Regions from separate parts of the Salmo salar genome. Here region 1 is linked to region 2. The links are chromatin contacts, called in public Hi-C maps. All regions are on one chromosome and are shown on one strand. The core of a region is the stretch at or near the end of the contact, and the rest is flanking DNA. Distances in the headings are between cores, read along the strand shown.

Evidence for each region. A called contact is a pair of places that touch in the nucleus more often than the background predicts.
Region 1: a Hi-C map of muscle shows a contact between it and region 2, with 15 times the contacts expected there. The contact joins the promoter of canx here to the promoter of sqstm1 in region 2. A contact is called at or near these places in 2 of 3 Hi-C or Micro-C datasets (gill and muscle).

The regions. Positions count from the first base shown.
Region 1 is chrssa09:63,910,511-63,916,082 of Ssal_v3.1, reverse strand. It overlaps canx (calnexin), which reads right to left and starts at 2,656. Exons shown (of 14, transcript XM_014211981.2): 1 at 2,567-2,656. mgat4b (alpha-1,3-mannosyl-glycoprotein 4-beta-N-acetylglucosaminyltransferase B) reads right to left here. Exons shown (of 15, transcript XM_045723878.1): 15 at 3,906-5,572.
Region 2 is chrssa09:63,661,291-63,666,154 of Ssal_v3.1, reverse strand. sqstm1 (sequestosome 1) reads left to right here and starts at 1,893. Exons shown (of 3, transcript NM_001139753.1): 1 at 1,893-2,181; 2 at 3,257-3,278. The coding sequence starts at 2,013.

The DNA of each region.
Region 1 (5,572 bases), core at 1,407-3,906, 250 kb before region 2:
CATTGTCCATTGACAATTTCTTAGCCTGTTAGGGCTAGGGGGCAGTTTAATCAGGAGAGCTCTTAGCTGGCTAAATTCAGTCCACACACTGTCACAATTCTATTTCACTAGGCTAACACAGTTAAGGTTTTCCAACCTTCCCAAAAAGGCTATGCATTAATATATCTAGGTAGGTTATATGTAAGCTAATATATATTGAGCACATTGACAATACACATAAATGAGACAAACTTCACAGTGACCACATGGGTTTGTCATGCCAGTGTCGGAGGAGAAATTAACCTAAAACTTCACAACTTTTCATTGAACAGCTCCAAGCCCGGTGACAGTGCTGGTGTGTTCTTCAATAAAGGATTCTGCCATGTGTCTGTTTGTACACTGTGACTAGGGTGTTTCCCTGGAACAAGTCAGGCTGCCAACAAAGAGGGGATAACCAGAGGGGAGCTCACCACCAAAAAGCACCATGCATGTAACTTCACAATCAACTGACTGAGTGTGAGCGTGAGGGGTGAGATACAGGTGTTATTGGTGTGGGTAAGGCAAAGGAGTTGTTGTTGACTAGCTAGGCCCCAGATTCCTCTCTCTTTTGTGGGAGATAGGAGCTGGAAGGATGGCTGCCGTCCGGGGGGGCGAGGGAAAAGACGAGGTACCTTGTAGGCCAGGGGTGGTGGGGTGAGGGACGGATGGATAAACATGAGAGGAGTGGCAAATTTCACTTTCTCACCACAGGCTGAAGAAGTCATGGGGCTAAACAAAACAAACCACCACACTGGAGGTGAGACCTGGGAGGCCTTGTTATGCTGCCAAGTGGACACCATTCCCCCATTCACGTCATGCCTCAGTGGTCACATGCATTCAAGTGAGGGGCCAGAGGAGATACAAGGAGGGGGAGGGGACAGTATAATCAATCAGTGCTCAATCAACACACCAAAGACTATTATCAGCCAGCCAGTCTTCTGAATTCATTCCATTCAGTTCACTCTGTATTTGGGGAAAAACAGTGCCATCTACTACAGAAACAGACATCTTGCGCAAGACGTTGCACAGTGCTTTCTCAGTGTATCCCCTCATGGATAAGCAACATTCAGCCTCTGATAATGGATAGACTAATCTGTGCTATGAAGTCCAGTCTAGATCATACTGTAGGGATATAAGTGTGGGTGTGCGGTGGGTTTAAGCAGATAGGAAGGATAAGGACCCAATGACCCTCATGTGCCTTGACTGTCTCAAAGAGAGAATGGAAAAGACTTAAGACTAAATAAAAGCAAAAATATTTTAAAAACATGCAAGTCTATTGTACCATTCAACATTAGTTGCTAGATTAGGTCAACAAGAGCGTGGGGTAAAGGTGCAATCATCTTGTCAATGTACACAAAATGTAACAGCTTCTCCTGTGACCATAAATATTACCCACCAGAAATTAGAAGTTGTTATATAACCATGGGTAAACAATAAAACGTCCAACTTCCCATTCATATAAATAAATATTTTCCATTCAACTCTAGAAGGCCATTTCCATTTCTCAGATAGCTAAAGAATGTGTCAACCATTCAATAAGATAACACAGGCCAAGTCCTTTGTTCAGATGTGTTAACTCTTAAAGCTACATTTCCAAGAGGGTGTTGAATGCATCAGAGGAAGTGGGTTTGAAAAACTGGTCAGACTTCAACGCGTTTCATCCCTACCAGCAATACCCGTTTCCATGTGGCCATTCCTACAAGCAGGTTCATGTACGTCTTAAGGGAAATTATTTCAGATACAATAACTACCTGTAGCTAGCTCCTCACTTGATAACCCCCTATTTGAAGTGCGTAGGTCTTGTCACCCACTAATATCCAACACAGCCAAAGAGATAACAATGACCAAACTAAAAAGGACATACCGATAGGTAATTAACGTTAGGGCACAATGTCACATTAATCCATTCGTTAATTTCCTTGTGCTCGAGATTTAAATAGCCATGGCAAATTAATCACTATACCTTAGTTTCTCACCATGACACATCGACTACTCTTTCTGATAATATACCTACGTGATTTTTGTTACAAACGTTCAGACATGTGCACACCAAGGAAATACTTGTCAATTTCCTTACTTCAGCTTGAGGCGGGTTTTTATTTAACCACTTAATTGCTGACATTAGATGCATGCCACAATGTATCCTTGCCTACAGTAGCTAACGTTAGCTGACTAACACACTATCAAAATGTCTTGGCTAACTAACGTTGCACAATGAAAAAAGACGGCAAAAGGGACACACGAGCAACTGTGTGCTACTAACAGAACATTTCAACGTTCATTTGTTGGATAACAGTAGATATCTTTATTTTACTAACGTTAGCTAAATTAGCCTACTAAATAGCTGGCCTCTGTCAGCTACTAACGTTAGCCAGTCCAAGCTAAGACCACGCACCGTTTCTCGAGCTGATTCATTATGATAAATACAGTTAAAAGATTCTGGACAGCATCGTATGCAACTGAACAAGCTGGGTAAATGTAGACTGAAATAATAATTACGCGAAGTAGCTATATTTGAAAGAAGTGACATTTGTTCGTCATTACGTACCTCCTGCTTCGATGTGACACCTTGAACTACAGTAGGATCACGTGTGACTTTGGGGCATGCACTTTGGATTAGTAGCCACACCTTCTCCAATTGTTTATTGGTTGCTGAAGTGAAAACGTTGACGTTTTCCGGGAATTTTAAGAATTGGATTGCTTGTGCTACATGTCAATCATAGTAAATGGTCTCCGCCCCCAATCCGAACCCCGTGGACGGCGATGATTTGTCCAACTGTAAGAGGAAATGTATGCTGATTGGTTTTAGTACGACAGGGTTTACACTAGATAACACAGCCACAAAGTAAGATTCCATAGCCACAAAGTCTGAATTGGCAACAAGAAAATGTGAGGTTAGGGTTAGGAATAAGGTGAGCCATAATTATGATTTTGTGGCTGTGTTAACTAGTGTTAATAAGTGACGACCATAAAACAAGGAAAAACAAATTATAATGCAGCAGGGACAGCATTTACTGATGATTGATGACATTTTGTAATGTATCATCAATTAATAATGTATGCACTTTGTGAAGTTGGCTAGAGCTGAAGCAAAGAGAAAGAAGAGGTGTGAGTGAAACAGTAAAGTGTAAATAATTGATCAACTAAAGCACTGATTTGATGTTTCTGAATGTTAGGTCTATTGAATTAGATTTTTTTTAACCTTTATTTAAAAACAAATTCTTATTTTCAATGACAGCTTAGGAACAGTGCCTTGTTCAGGGGCAGAATGACAGATTTTTTACCTTGTCAGCTCAGGGATTTGATCTTGTAACCTTTCAGTTACTAGTCCAATGCTCTAACCACTAGGCTACCTGCCGCCCAGGTAGCCTAGTGGTTAGAATATGGTGGATACTTATTCAATAAGGTACAATTAATTAGAATACCGCTCTTTTTCCTCACCATGATTATCAAAAACCACAAAATTCATATTGCATGTCCCCATCCTGGCCAAATGTAGGTGTGTTCGAGCCCCATAGTAACGGACAGGATTTGTGTAGTGTTACATTATATTGTATGGAGTATAATGTTTAAAAATAAATGCTGTATTCTATACATTGTTATTCTGAAGTGCACTGTCTGTATGCAGCTAAATGAAAATATTAAATAGCCTACCCTACAAAACATCACAAAAGATTGTCACATAGTAATAACTACACATACTCTCTTGCATCCAACCTACTGCAATAAATGGGACATTGCAGTCACATGGTCCATTGATGACAGTATGCAAGGAATGTGACCCTTGCACATTCATAACAGCAAACTAATCCACATATAGGCGAGATTAGCATACTCAGATTTGCATTGAATTGACAAGAGATTAACTTTGAAAAAACAAAAACAAGTCAATTGAAATTCTGTCTTTATTACAATTCACAGATTGGATAGAAGATAACGTCATTAAATATATTTTATCTAAACGATACAAAATACAACGTATAATAGCAATGCATTCCAGTGGCTCTTACAAGAAAATAAAACAATTTCTCCTTCTTAGCACAGGGCCGGTCAGAGTCATTGGGTACAGTTCAGATTTTTCTGTCCATTGCCCTCCGTTGATTTAATGCAACCGTGCACCTGCTATTGTATAGCGGCCATACCAACAACATTGATGGGGCTGCTAAGACAAATCGTTTTGGCACAACCTCCAGTTTGCGCTGACTGACCCTGGAGTGCACACCTCAATGAACGGAAAACCAGTTTATTTCTGTCGTTGCTGAGAAACTGTGTTGATGTTGAACAGAATTAGCAACTGTTGCCTGTCGGTATTCGATAGGAAAGCGGCCTCGAAGCTGCTATAAGTTCCCAAGCGTATTATTTTTCAGTACACGCGTATTGGCTGAAATCCCATAATATTGTTCTTTGCCGACACAACTCTTTTAGATTTTCGATCAAGAGCTTTCAAGGGTTTTGTGGTAGGGCTCTGGGAAAAAAAATAGTATGTGGATCCAAGTATACAAAAGCAAATTAATGTGTCCCTTTACTGCTATTTACCCTTTGCATCGTAGTAATGCATAAAAGTTGAGTGTAGCCTGTGCATTTACAGAGCCTATTTGGAAGATGTACTGTATAAGTCTGGTGTCGGGACAATTACAGTCCTTGAATAAGTTTGACTTCCAACTCAATGTAATAGTAGTGCAGACTATGTGGAAAGAGAGGGGTTGTCATATTGGACAGTTTCTCTCTTTCAGACCTCACTTGAGTGGAACTTAAATCAGACAGAGGGGTCTTTCCTTGACTTCTTCATGGTCATTATGAGAAACAAAGATCCAATTGACAGTAAAGATGATTCTTCATGCATTGGTTAGAGCTACATATTTCTCTTACATCCGACCAGTCCAAACAATTACTCTGTAGCCACGTGCATCTCCAGTGGCCCCTTGGATACAACTAACAACATGTATCTGATATTTGGCAGACGGAGCAAATCCAACAGCGAAGCCAGATATACAGTATGTTTCCTGTATTATTGAGACAGCTGTCTTTTCTGGTTTCCTAGCTAATGCAATAGAGGAGCTCATGTCTGGCCATGGCTTACATTGATTTATCCCAACAACCGGGTTTACTCCATGTCACATTAAGGCAAATTGATAGGCGGAGGGGGGGTTATGTAAGCAATGATGGTCCATGAAATAAACAACAAACAGATGTTCGAACCATAATCATAGTGTTCCTACATTGACTTCTGGCTTTAGAATTGACCATATAAATACATTTTATTCAAACAGACAAGTATGTACTTTTTAGCTAAAGTTCAATTTCCTTCTACACTGTATAAGCCTAGGCTACTTTTCTGACGGACTTTTGTGGACATTCACTCACTGTATATACATATCAACACACATAACAGAGATCATTCATATGATTGTGTTACATAAATATGCATATTAGGCCAATATCCACATACATAGGTATTTTATGTATATATTTGGGTAAAACCAGGAACATTTGTCATACATGATTAAATGATATTGAAGTTGCACAATTTTGTCATATCTGGTTGACTGTGTTG
Region 2 (4,864 bases), core at 644-3,143:
GAGCCAATGTGTTTGGCGACGATTATGAAGCGAAGGCCAGCCAACGAGAGCGTACAGGTCGCAGTGGTGGGTAGTATATGGGGCTTTGGTGACAAAACGGATGGTAACTCTCTTTCACCCAGATCACCAGACACACCACTTTGGTTGAATATGTTCTGAGCAATAAAGTGCATTGAACCATTGCCTGACACAACATATCACCTTGAAGGTGTAATAATCACAGGCCTATATTTGATCATTTTCCTATTGGCTGGGCTAGGTTGCCTAATGGGCAGATAGCCTAGTGCTTGGGCCAGTAACCGAAAGGTTGCCACATCAAATCCCCCAGCTGACAGGAATCTGTTGATCTGCCCCTGAACAAGACAGTTAATTTGTTCTTACCTGACTTGCCTAGTTAAATAAATAAAATACTGCACAATGATGAATAGGCCTCTTTAAACTAATATAATTTTTTATTGAACTAGGCAAATCAGTTAAGAACAAATTCCTATTTACAATGATGGCCTAGGAGCAGTGAGTTACCTGCCAGAATGACAGATTTTTACCTTGTCAGCTCGGGGATTCGATCTAGCAACCTTTCAGTTACTGACCCAATGCTCTAACCACTAGGCTACCTGCCTAATTGTGTCTAGCCTAGATGCTTTTAGTAGATGTATTGAAAATAATAGTGACATATTATCCTATTAAAACGTACATTAGCTCATGTCTTGGTTTAATAATGCTGTTTGTCAAAGTAGGCCAAATCAACTAACTTATTCTACACACAACACAAGTATAGGGCACATAGCTTTATAAGTTGGGCACATCTCCTTATAGCCTAGGTCTTTTAGGGCACTAGAACAAAGTGCATGGTCATGGTCTTTTTATTAGCCCACCTGCATACGAATTTACAATGTGGATACCTGCCTACAGTAGTCTAGCTCTCTGACTTAAGCCAAATATATTCCTCACAATTTTATATGACTAAATAGCAATAATAGAGTTGGTTCAGGCTATGTGAATCCAGTGTGGACTATTTTGACAGACTATAAATATCCGCAAACCCCCTCTTCAAATATCAAGTAGTAAACGAGGTCTTAATGTTTAAAGTCAAGTCTACAAGTCTAGAGCTCAGTCCAGTTAAATTATGGTCCAATGACGCTGATCTCACTCTACAACATGGTCTCAGAGCATTTCGTATTATTCTATATATAAATCCGAGGCATGTATGGGATGTATTAATTTGTGGATGTCTATCATCCATTTCGTATGATATGTTAGGAATTACAATTGGTACAATATGTTACGAATTTACAAAACATATGACATGTTAGAAATTCCAATTTGTTGTCGCTAACTTTAGGTAGGTGACTAACTCTAGCTAGCACTAGGGTTTAGGGGTTAAGGTTATGAGTTAGGTTAAAGGGTTAAGTTTAGGGGAATGGTTAGCTAACATGCTAAGTAGTAAGTAGGTGCTAAAATGCTAAAGTTGTCCGTGATGGGATTTGAACACACAACCTTTGGGTTGCTAGATGTTCCCGTTATTACAACCAACCACCCACCCTATCTTCTGTAACCATATCAAATGTAACATATAGTAATTAGAGTATTCCAGATTGACATTTATTATGTTACGTCTAGTCTATGAGACAAGTCTGCACGCGGGGAATTCCCGTATGGAAAGTGCCTTGTCATTCCTCGGCCTTCCATTTTACCCTTTGGCGTCGCGTCCCACCCATTTGTTTACATTACCTTGCCTTTTGCGCACAATAACAGAAGGCGAATAGAGCTTTGTCATTTTGGACCGTGGACTTCCCCCCCCGATGCCGCACGAAACCCTCGTGATTGGCTAGACCGACGTATAAATATTACACCAGCCGTCGTATTAAGGTTCATACGCGGAACTGTACCCAGAACAGCGAGACGCACTGACAGCGAGCTTACAGTGGAGCCGGCCTTTAACATTTTAACTGCGCAACAAATATTTTACAGCGAAAAATTGGGCTGAAAGTAAGTCGTGAGAAGACTCGACTATGTCTATGACCGTGAAAGCCTATCTCCTTGGGAAGGAACACATACCGAAAGAAATTCGTCGCTTTGCTGTCGACCAAGATGTTTCAACGAGTTTTGAGTATTTGAATCGAAAGGTTGTTGATGTTTTCTCAACACTGCGAAATGTCCCCTACCAAATGTTTTACAAAGGTAAGCCTATACTGTCAAGTGTTTCATTACAGGCCTATGGTACAGTGTTTTCGATCGTGTTATTGTCATCAATATTTCTGGCGGTAATTTTGTTGTAATATTCCATAACATCGCGCCCGACAAAGTAATTGCTAACTTAATTAGTAATTGCTAACTAAAGTTATTGCTAACTTTACTACCTAGTTTACTTGAGTAGGCCTATCAATTGATTAATGTCGTGTCATAGGCCTAGACCAAAGTGCGTCAATAAATTAAGTGAAATAATCTGCTGATTGAAAGTTTCAATAACAGGAGTGAGCTTGACGAATAACAGTATAGATCTCAAGATGACAATTTGTCTTTATGCACCAGAAAAAAATCTGGTAGAACTGGTACACAGAACATTATTGAAGTCTACATTTGACATTGCATTTCATAGTGAATGTCAGATCGAGAGTGAGCAGCAAATAGGCTGTTACATGTATGTCATATATGCAATGATGTATACCTGTTCTACTACATTTCTCTGAGATCGCTCTACTTGTAGGCCTACCATCAGTTCATAGTGGAATAACTTAGCAACAGATGGCATTAACACCCCCCCCTCCCAAAAAAAGATCAAATCCTGTAAGAGCTCTCCTCCCAAAAAGGGAATCAAAGTTGACCAATTACATACAGTAGTATTATTGACTAGTACCACATCACAAAATTGATGTTTTCCATATTGGGCATCAGGGTTGGGGTCAATTCCATTACAACTCAGTCAAACCAGGAAATTAATTGTTTTTCAATACATGACTTGAAATGAATGTATTGAAAACATTTGGGAATTTTCAATAACTGAACTGGAAATTGACATAGGTGTTGGTCTGAGCACAACACCTTTGTAACAACAGTATTCCCTTAACCTCTGTTTCAAATAAAATAAGCCAGTGAGGATAAGCTGTGGACAGATTTCCTTACTAGTGAACTCCTACTGCTATTATCTAATCATCTGGCCTAGATAAGGAGCTGACAGCAAACAATGGCTTGTGAAACACGTGAGGAGATCAGTGTGTGACAATGCATCGTCTTTTTTTGTTTACCTTGTACCCAGACGAGGACGGTGACATGATCGCCTTCTCCACCGACGATGAGCTCATCATGGGCCTCACCTGCATCAAGGACGACACCTTCCGCCTCTTCATCAAGGGTGAGTCTTTTGTGATCAAAGATGGTGCATTTTCAAATATAATATATAAAGATGAATCTGTCTGGTATTAAGTTTTTATTACCACTTATGACATAGCATTCTCATTGTTACTGAAACATTGTAGTTATTAATACCTACCCGCATATCCTTTTTTTCCCTTACAGAGAAGAAGGAGCACAGGCGTGAGTTCCCTGCTTTTGCCTTCCCGGGCGGTGTCCCTCCTTTCACCTTTCCCCCTCACCCTGGAGCACCCCATATGGGACCCCATGGCCCACCACCTCATGGTCATGGCCCTCACGCACCCCCCATGGTGCACCCCAACGTGACCTGTGATGAATGCGAGGGCCCGGTGGCGGGGACCCGTTTCAAGTGCACTGTGTGCTCAAACTACGACCTTTGCTCCTCGTGCCAGGCCAAGGGGCTCCACAAGGAGCACGTCCTCCTACCCATCTGGCACCCCTTCAACAACACATTCGAGGTGAGACACGTATGTTTATTGCTTATGTTTTAAAGTGAATATACTTGCAGATACACATCTGAGCAATTTAAAACTCCATTGGAACTGTTTTTTGGTCCAAAAACCTGAAGGGACATATCTATGTGTGGTTAGGGAGAGAAAAATGGCCTCTGTAGTTTTAATCTTGTTCTTCTACACAGTGGTTCCCTCGTGGGAAGTGGATGCGGAAGATGAGACACTGCATGTGGGCTCAGGCCCAAAGCCAAGCCCAGCCTGGTCCCTCTGGGTCCCAGCCTGGTTGTTCCCAGCCAGGCCAGGCGGCCCCCGAGGACAGTCAGCCATCCTCTGATGCCTCATCTGCTTCCTCCCAGCAGTCCCAGGCCAATATGGATTACCTGAAGAACATTGGAGAAGGGGTGGCAGCCATGCTTAGCCCACTGGGTAAGACCAAGTGAAAAGTGCCATATAATTTTTTTTAATCATTTATCAATCCATTATTAGAAATCTACTGACTACTCTAAATTTTAATGTACTGAAATTGCTTACTTACCTCCATGTTGCCTGCAGGTATCGATGTGGATATTGACGTGGAGCACGAGGGGAAGAGGACCAAGGTGACGACCCCACCTGGGTCAGGAGGCCACCCCGGTGCTCGGAGTGACAACGGGACAGGGAGGTCTGAGGGAGCAGGGGCGAACGAGGGAGACATGGAGGTGGACGAGCTGAGCAGCCTGGGGAGCGCCAGTGGTTTGGCTAAGGTATGACACACTGCTTTACAGCTTAATTACTTAATAATCAAAGTTAAAAAATCTGTTTCATTTTAATGAATGATACTTAATCACAGTTAATGGTGAAGAATAAAATTGCCTGTCAGAGGTGGTATGTGTTGTTAAATATTGTATCTCTATGTGCAGGGTGGTAAAGACGCCGGGGGCAGTGGTGACGAGGAATGGACTCACGTGACCTCCAAGGAGGTGGACCCCTCTACAGGAGAGCTCCAGTCTCTCAGGGTGGGTGAGGAGGGCTCACTGGAAGCCCTAGGGTCCCTCACCCCT